2 separate regions of the Anas platyrhynchos genome follow, and region 2 is linked to region 1. The links are chromatin contacts, called in public Hi-C maps. All regions are on one chromosome and are shown on one strand. Each heading gives the region's core, a stretch centred on a gene start, on an enhancer-like site or on the middle of the called end of the contact. The rest is flanking DNA. Distances are from core to core; before and after follow the strand shown. Region 1 overlaps DYM (dymeclin). Region 2 holds the start of SMAD7 (SMAD family member 7).

Evidence for each region. A called contact is a pair of places that touch in the nucleus more often than the background predicts.
Region 2: a Hi-C map of subcutaneous adipose tissue shows a contact between it and region 1, with 2.2 times the contacts expected there. The contact joins the promoter of SMAD7 here to the enhancer-like site in region 1. A contact is called at or near these places in 2 of 8 Hi-C or Micro-C datasets (liver and subcutaneous adipose tissue).

The regions. Positions count from the first base shown.
Region 1 is chrZ:2,273,570-2,277,853 of IASCAAS_PekinDuck_T2T, reverse strand. DYM (dymeclin) reads right to left here. Exons shown (of 19, transcript XM_072030751.1): 17 at 634-816. Among named protein-coding and RNA genes, the nearest start is that of SMAD7, 75 kb to the left of the region's middle. Within about 2 kb of position 1,738, at least 1 of the 8 cell types and tissues checked has an H3K27ac peak or open chromatin away from gene starts, as enhancers often do.
Region 2 is chrZ:2,348,810-2,352,803 of IASCAAS_PekinDuck_T2T, reverse strand. SMAD7 (SMAD family member 7) reads right to left here and starts at 1,866. Exons shown (of 4, transcript XM_038169927.2): 1 at 1,513-1,866; 2 at 67-1,328. The coding sequence starts at 553.

The DNA of each region.
Region 1 (4,284 bases), core at 489-2,988:
ATCAGCTAACAGCTAACTGTTATCCAAAGTCAGATGCCAATATGCAGCCCATGGAGAACCACACTGGTAACAAATTCTGGTCCAAGTTATTTCCTTTTGTTTTCTTCTAAAGCATTTACTTTCCCAACAGGATTGCTGAGTGGTGTGGAGAGACACTTTGTAGGTGAAAGCAACATACGTTCAGATACAGGCCAGGCAATGAGGCAATTGAGTGCCTGCTCATAGCTATTTAACAAAGTCCCCCATGATCATTAATTAAAATTGTGATAGGAGTAACAGAAACAAAGATGATTTCTTGATAATGAAATCCATCTTTTTTTTCCTCTGGAAGACAGGCTTATAACAAGGGGCAGTTAAGAGAAGTTGACACTGTTCTTCCTTAAAGGAAGTGAAAGATGTGTCACAGGTTGGGAATTCCTTACCAGAGGCATCTCCAAATCCCTCTGGCTCTGCTGAATAAAAGATGTTGCCCAAAATAAGTCACATTGGAGGCCCAGAGAATAGGAGAGGGAAACTCAACATTTAAACACATTCTAAAAGAAACTGAGAGAGATGAATATTTTCCACCTCTCAAAAAGGATAAAGAGATCAAATAACAAAGTGTAAGCATCCTTTAAATAATAGATCACTTACCAGATCTATATTTTGCATTATGTCCTGGAAGGAAGGGTGAGTTCGAAATTGCTCAAACAGATCCCTCTTGTAAAGCAGTGCGTACACCAAGTTTGGGTTGTGATGAAGGGAATTGGTCAGGCAGGAGTTGATAATCTCTAACATCATTCGGATCACTTCCTCGATCACATTCAGGTCTTGTGCCTTTAAGAAAGGAATAAAAGGTTAGTGTGCCCTTTTCCATTGTAAAAAATATTAGGTAATAAAGACAGTGCATAGGCAATTATTACTAATGGAGCTATTAGCTGGTTAATGTCTCAATGGTGAACTAATCTGGCATGCCTGAATATCTGGAAAGAGATCTGTTTTCTACGGTAATAACCAAAATCTTAACTGAATGCATTGACTCTAGTATTCAGCCTTACAGCTTGATTTTCTCAATAGGAACCATCATCTCATCGCAAAGAGCAAATATTGCAACCAAATTTATTAAGGGTTAAAAGAACATCAGTCTTTTCAATCCTTCCTCTGCTAGGTAAAAGCAGTTCAACATCAATTTAGTTTCACACATTTTACTTTTGGTCCCTTGTCAGGGGGAGGTAGGGGATAGGGAATAGGGAGAAGAAGAGAGGTGGAAACAGTAAGAAAAATCAGAAAAATAGAAAGTGGCTGTCAAAAAGGGAAGCAGCAATGACAAGGGAGGAAAATTGACTGCATCAAAACACATAGTACCTTGAATGTTTGCCTCTGTTCTGTTCTCCAGACTTTGTCCCTGGCTTTTTTTTTGTTGTTGTTCTTTTAATTCAGCATCGAAGAACACTCATAATAAATAAAAAAGAAATCTCCTTTTGTAGTGCACTAAGCCATAACACTCAAGATAAACTTGTAGAGTTTTTCATCTTGTCGATGGCTCTGACACGTCATTCCGGATGACTACTGAACTCAAACTCTCCAAGCTGAACAGCCTGCCACCAAGTACGAGCTGGCATGTGTGTTGGCACTGTCTAACCACGGGCAGCCTGCTGGGTTTCTCTCCTCGGGCTGCACATCAGGATATGCCTGATGAGGTTGTTCAGGCTGGAAAGCTGCCCTCCCCTGGGACAGGGGAAAAAGGCAAATCTACTTTGTTCCTATCACTAGGTCTCCCCACCACATCAAAGGTCAGACTTTACAGGTCTGGCAAGAATGTGAATCATGCCAAACTGGCTTGAGTTTTTCTGCTGGGTACAAACACTGAAACCACTGGCACTTGCTTTTGCTGATTACCTGCAAAGTAGTCATTTTCTGAGTTATCATAAGGCACTTAAATACTTCATAATGAGGCTGTACTTGCAACAGCATTTTGTTGGACTGTCATTCAATCTGTACCCAGCTGAGTTATTTTCTATTATAGGGTAGCGTTGCAGGAATCATCACTTGTCAGATAAATGCCACTGCTCTTACCAAGGCAGAAGAGACTACAGGAACTTGTCACTATCCTGGTTAGACTCATATAAAGAGTAAAAATCTTTGCTACCACTTTGCTCTGGCTACTTTCAATTCAAAGCAAAGATACGTAATGACAGTTTCTTCCTGCAACATAGATAGGGCAGAAGGCTGCATCATTCCCTTAACCCGCTCCTCCAGCTCTTCCACTGCACTGAGAACTGCAGAGAAGGGGAAGCCTGTTCTCATATTGCTGCAGAAACAAAGCACCACTGCAATCCAGTTACCCCACAGCTTGCCTTCTGCATATACAAAGGAAATTTGTGATTACTTTTTTTTTTTCTCTCTTGAAGAAACAATATTTGGTGTGATATTTTGAAAATTTTGAAAATTCCAAATGAATTTTATTCTTTAACAATGATGTCTGCCTGACTGTGGAGGTCACAGGTTCTGTTCTGAACATGAGGATCTCCTCTCTTTTAATGACTTTACCTCAACCACCGTAGCTAACAATATTAGCAAAAACCCTTACAAACCTGATCACTGCAACTACTTAATCTGTCAATGGGATCATATTCTTCTTTGACAGAAACAATCCTTACATTCAAAATGCAGGTGGTTCCTCTCTGGTTTTCTAGTTAGAATGCTTAGAAATAGTATCCCATTTAGATGCTCTGAAATGCATATAATTAAGAATACTGGACAAAAACTGAAATAATTGCTTCAGCTGGAATCTGAAAAAAAAAATCTAGACCTGGTTAACTCATCAGTTGAGTGATACTTGCCAATCAACTTGGACTTATTTCAGAATATGCTATATTATGGTGGCATTTTAAAAAGCTCTGAGCATTAGATTAATTGTAGCAGGATCTAGTGGCTGAAACGCTACCCTAAGCCAGAGAGGACATAACTTGTGCAGACTTCCTCTGTGATCATGCATAAATCCCACATCCCTTTGTGCCTGCATTCCTTGCCTACAAATGGGAGTAGAGGTACTTCCCAAAATCACCATGTTGGCATCAGCATGCGTACGTTAAAAGAGCAAGGTGTTCTGCCACTATGGTACAGGCACTCCACAAGCATTTGAAACCAGACAATAAACTTAAAAGAATGCTTCCATTTCTTTAAGACTTTATTTTGGTACTTGTCAGGCAACTCAAAAAGTTGTAAGAAACTGTTGAACAGCTGTCCATCTGGTCTAAGCATACCTTACATGAGGAATTGGAGTTGCTAAGAGCACCTCTTCTATCTAAAGCCTCCCAGAAACATTAGGACTCAGAATCAAGTGAAATCTCTTCAGCTACCAGGAAAAGAACAATCCACTCAACTTCTTTTCAAAAACTAAATGCTTTTACATAAAGTGTGTTCACCTTCAAGCAGGAGAATACAGGTACTTTAAGCAGAAATTGCTGTTAATGGTATTACCATCTACAAACATGTTATATCACGAAAAGGCAGACTGCTATTGGTGAGCTTCAAACAATTAGAAGTTACCATAGGTTATTGCTTATTAGTAGTAGTTAAAGTTTTTAAAAGCTGATGGTCAGAACCAGAAGTCTGGTTTTGAGCTACTGTGTTCTAGGTGAAAAGTCTGGGACCCAAATGCAGCTACAGTGAAAATTTCTGCCTGTAACTCATTACACCAAAAGCAATCATGTATAAGAAGAATGAACTCCATAACAAACAGAGATGTGGGACTGAATCCTAGTATCACTTATATGTTATTTGGAGCGTTATACGCTCCTATAATTAGCGATTAAAGCGTTTGTAAAGGCTTAGAAGTTTTCAAAACAGGAAAAAACAAGCAGAAAGCCAAGGACAGTGTTTGGATTAGACAATGGAGAAATGCTGTAAGAGCTGATAAAATGTTGCGTGCTTTTGTTGCTCTGTATCAACAGCACCAAGCCACAGCACCTCTGCATCTAGATGTGGCGTCAAGAAAGATATAAATAAGGTTATAAAAACATTTTGCAGTTGAAGAGAAAAAGTTTATCATGTTGCAGATTAACTTCCAGACCAGCTGAACCCAGCTGAAGTGCAGAACATGTATCTGCATTGCAAGACATCATCCACAGCAACCTCGTGCGAGTACTGCCTTGGACTGGACTGGCTGCTATATGAAACGACAGACATTGATTTGGGGGGACAGGTAGACTAGATTCGATCTATTAAATAGCATATTTATTATATTATATATATTAAATAGCATATTTATATATATTAATTATATTATATATATTAATATAT
Region 2 (3,994 bases), core at 617-3,116, 75 kb before region 1:
CCATCCCCACCCCATCCCCATCCCACCCTCACCCCCCTCCATCCCCATCCCCATCCCGTCCCGCACCTAGCTCGCAGAGCCGGCTGAGGTGGTGCGGGTTGCAGCAGACGAGCTCGGGGTGCGCCTTGCCGTACGACTCGCAGCAGCACAGCCTCTTGACTTCGGAGCAGTGCCGGAGGTCGGGCCAGCGGAACACCTTGCAGAGCAGCACGGGCAGCGGGTACCAGTGCTGGCCCAGCCGCGAGTCGCCCTTGGCGGGCAGCAGCAGGCAGGGGGTGCGCGCCCCTCCGCGGGACTCCACGGCGTGCAGCAGCCCCTCCAGCTGCCGCTCCTTCAGCCGCTTCAGCACGGCGTGGGTCAGAGCCTTCAATTCCGCCTCCGCAGCCCCCCGGCCGCCCCTGCCCGCCTTGCCGGGGCAGCACCCTCGCCCCCCGCCGCCGGCATGCGCCCGACCCTCGGCCGCCCCGCCGGGCTCGCCCGCCTCCTCCTCGCCGCCGGGGGCACGGCTCCGCCAGAGCCGCCGGACGAGCAGCGAGCGTTTGGTCCTGAACATGCGGGACGAGAGGAGGGGCCCCCGGCTACAAAACGGGCATGTCGGCCGCCGCGCATGAAGGGGCCGGCAGCCGGGTCGCGGCGGGGGGAAAGCGGCGGCGGCGGCGGCGGCGGCGGGGCCGAGGAGGGCTGTGGCATGCGCCAGGCTCCGCGCTGGCTTCCTCCGCCGCCCGCCGCGAAGGGTGCGAGGAAAAGGGGGCAGAAAGCGGAGGAAGAGCGAGGGAGCCGGGGGAGGGGGGAGCCGCCTCTCTGCCTCGCTTCGCCCCCCGGAGAAAAAAAGCGAAGAGGGCGAAAATGCCGCCTTAGAGCGCGGCGCCGCGGCGCATCGCGCGGGGGGAGGCGGGCTGGGCTGGCCGGCGCCGAGCAGCCCTGCGCGGCTGCGGAGCGAGCCTGGAGCCGCGGGGGATCCTCGGCCTCCCCGGGGCCGCGGCTCCCATCAAGCCGCCAGCTTGGGAAAGGTTGGGGGGCGGCGGGGATGCAGAACGAAGGAATTAGGAAGAAAACAGCGAGCCCAGACGGTGGAGATCAAAAAAAATAAAAATAAAAAAAAAAGGAAAAAAAATAAAAAATAAAAATAAAAAAACAACCACCGACCCTAAGATTCGGCCGTCGGAATCGATTTAAGCATCTGTCACAAAAGAGAAGAATAAGCGCATCCAGAGTGTTGTATCCCTTTTGAAAGCCCAGGTCGTCCTGATGCGGGGTTTTGGGGTCTTCCTCCTCCTTCTTCCCGAAGGTTTTAATCCACACGCACACGCAGAGTCTTGATCCGGCTGCTACGAAAAGAAAGAAAGAAGAAAAAAAAAAAAAAAAAGTGGGGCTGTGTCCCTCCTTCCCCAGCAGCGTGCTGCCGGCGGCGAGAGCCGGGCGGCGCTGCCCGCCCCCCGCTCCCCTCCGCTCCCCTCCGCGGGCACCGGGGGGGCCGCCGCCACCCGCCGCCTCCCCCGGCGCCGTGCTTACATGGGGACCCTCTCCGTGCTGCCGCCGCGTCTGGCTCTCTTTTTTTATTATTATTATTATTATTATCCTTTTTTATTTTTTTTTTTCCTCCTCTCTCCTCCTTCCTTCCTTCCCCTCCTCCTTCTCCTCCTCCTCCTCCTCCTGCTTTTTTTTTTTTTTTTTTTTCCTCCTCCTCCTTTTTTTCCTCTTCCCTCCGCTGGCTGCAAAGAGGCGCCCTCCCCGCACCAGCGCCTCCGTCTTCCTTTGCTGCGGGGGAGCCCCGGCGGCGCGGAGCCGGGCGCGGCGGAGCGGAGCGGAGCGGAGGAGCCGGGAGCGGCGGTGCCTGCGCCCTCGGCCGCGCCCGCCCCCCCGGTTCCCCCCCCCTCCGGCGCCTTCGCAGTGCGCAGCGGCACGGCCCCGGCCCGGCACGGCCCGGCCCCGGCCCCATCACGTGGGCGTCTAGACACCGTGTCGCTCCGGGAGAGGAAAAAAAAAAAAAATTATATATTTATATATATATATATATATATATTTATCTCCGACCGCCTTGCGCAAGCGGCGGCTCGGGTTGCCGAAAGGTTGTGGCTGTGTCGCGCCCCCCCCCTGCCGCCGCTGTGACTCTAGGATGATGCTGCCCCCCTCCCCTCCTCGCATCGGGAATTTGGGGGTCCCTGTGGGGTCGCGCTGCAGCAGCCCCCCACCCTCCGACGCCTCTCGGCACACAGCCTGGGGGAGCCCCCGCAGGATGGGTGTGCCCCAGACGCTGTAAACGTTGGAGCGTGAAAAGCAAGCCATAAAAAAAAAAAAAATATATATATATATATATATATATTTATATATTTACATCTCTGATCCTGGGCATCGGAAGGGGGCACAGCACGAAAAGCAATAATGCTCGTAATGCTTTGCACTTTTACAGCACCTGCCACCAGAGGAAGGGAAAGTATTTCGTAGTGGGTATGTTCCAATTCCCACAAAATGAGGGGCAGGAATTCGTAGCACGGAGCACGCTGATGATTCCTGCCACGGGGATGGCTTGCAGGAGGCGTTTCTGGCAGCCAGGGGTGCTCCACAGAGCCCCCATCCTGATTCTGCCTGCAGGAACCTGCCCAGGATGGGGAAACTGAGACACCAAGAGGCTGCGAGGCTCGCACCACCCTGCCCTGGTGGCGGGGAGCCGGGGAGCCCAGCTGGGCCTCGCAGTGCCCCGCACCACGAGCCCCCAGCCCCAGCGAAAAGGGAGCAAGGAGCTCCCTTTTCGGGTAATAAACCCTGGTGGATGAGTTGCTTCAGGTCACGCAGTAAGTCAGTCGCTGCGCTGGAAGTAGGAGCCGAGACTCTTAAATCACGGCTGCTGCAAGCAAATCCAATTCTAAAACAATTGTGCCCAACCAAACAAGACAACAGACATCAAGCACCGGGGACGCAGAAGGAGCTCCGTGTGCCGTGCAGGCAGGGTATTCCCAGGGCTGCCGCTGCTGGAGGCCTGCCTTTGGTGCAGGCAGGAGCACGGGGATAATTGTAGAGCCGGGTCCTGCCCCCAAAGGCCAGTGAGACTCCAAGGGGGCCTGCAGTCGCTCGTGGCATTTGCAGAATCTGGATCTAAACCAGTTAGAAAGGGTCTGGATTTTGGGGGGCAGCCTTACTAAATAGTAACAAAATTATAGCTACCCAGGCCTAAAATCTGCTCGCTTTTATGATAAATAATAAGAAAATATTGTGGAGGGGAAGGACCTCATTTGCTGGCCTCTAAAACACAAGTTGGGGTGAGGAAGCGGATGGACTCCTAACCTCATCTCCCAGTACTTAATGGGCAAAGTAAATCCTTTTAAAATGGTCACTTCAAAGTCCCGAGAAATGGACATCAGTCGGCAGTCTGACATCTCGTTCATCAGCCTCCGAGGTGACCTCTGCTGATTTCCTCGCTTCCCAAGAGCACTGCAGCCCCCTTTTCACTGCAATGCCTGTGCTAAAGGGCTGTGATAGGGGAAAACTGGTCCCTTTCCATTCCTGTATCTGCCGGTGGAACACACGCTGGACGTGCCCATTAATAGGTGCATTACACTTTTTAATTTTTTAAAACTTTCCAGGCTGTTATGAATGAGATGGGTTTCTTCAGGGTGTTTTTCCCTCCGCAGTTCCGCTTGCCTTGCTGATGACTTGATGGCTGTGATTACTTTATGGTCATGAGCAGAGTGACAAAGAGCACACCATGACGCATGCAGCGCAGGGACAGGGGACAGAAACGGGGTCCAGGAGTCATTTTGGGGCCCGGCCAGAGGTTCCCTGTGTGACCTGGGGCACATCCCTCTCCCGTCAGCGGGGACCTGGGCTTCCACCCCTCGGGTCCGTGCAGTGGGCCAGCAGCACTTGTCTGTGTGAAGTACCTTGAGCTCCACAGGTGAAAATTACTATGCAAATGATAAATATTAAATAAATATATAAAATAAACGATAAGAAGTGGTTTGTAACTGACCCTGCAGACCCCTTTAAACAGGCCGGG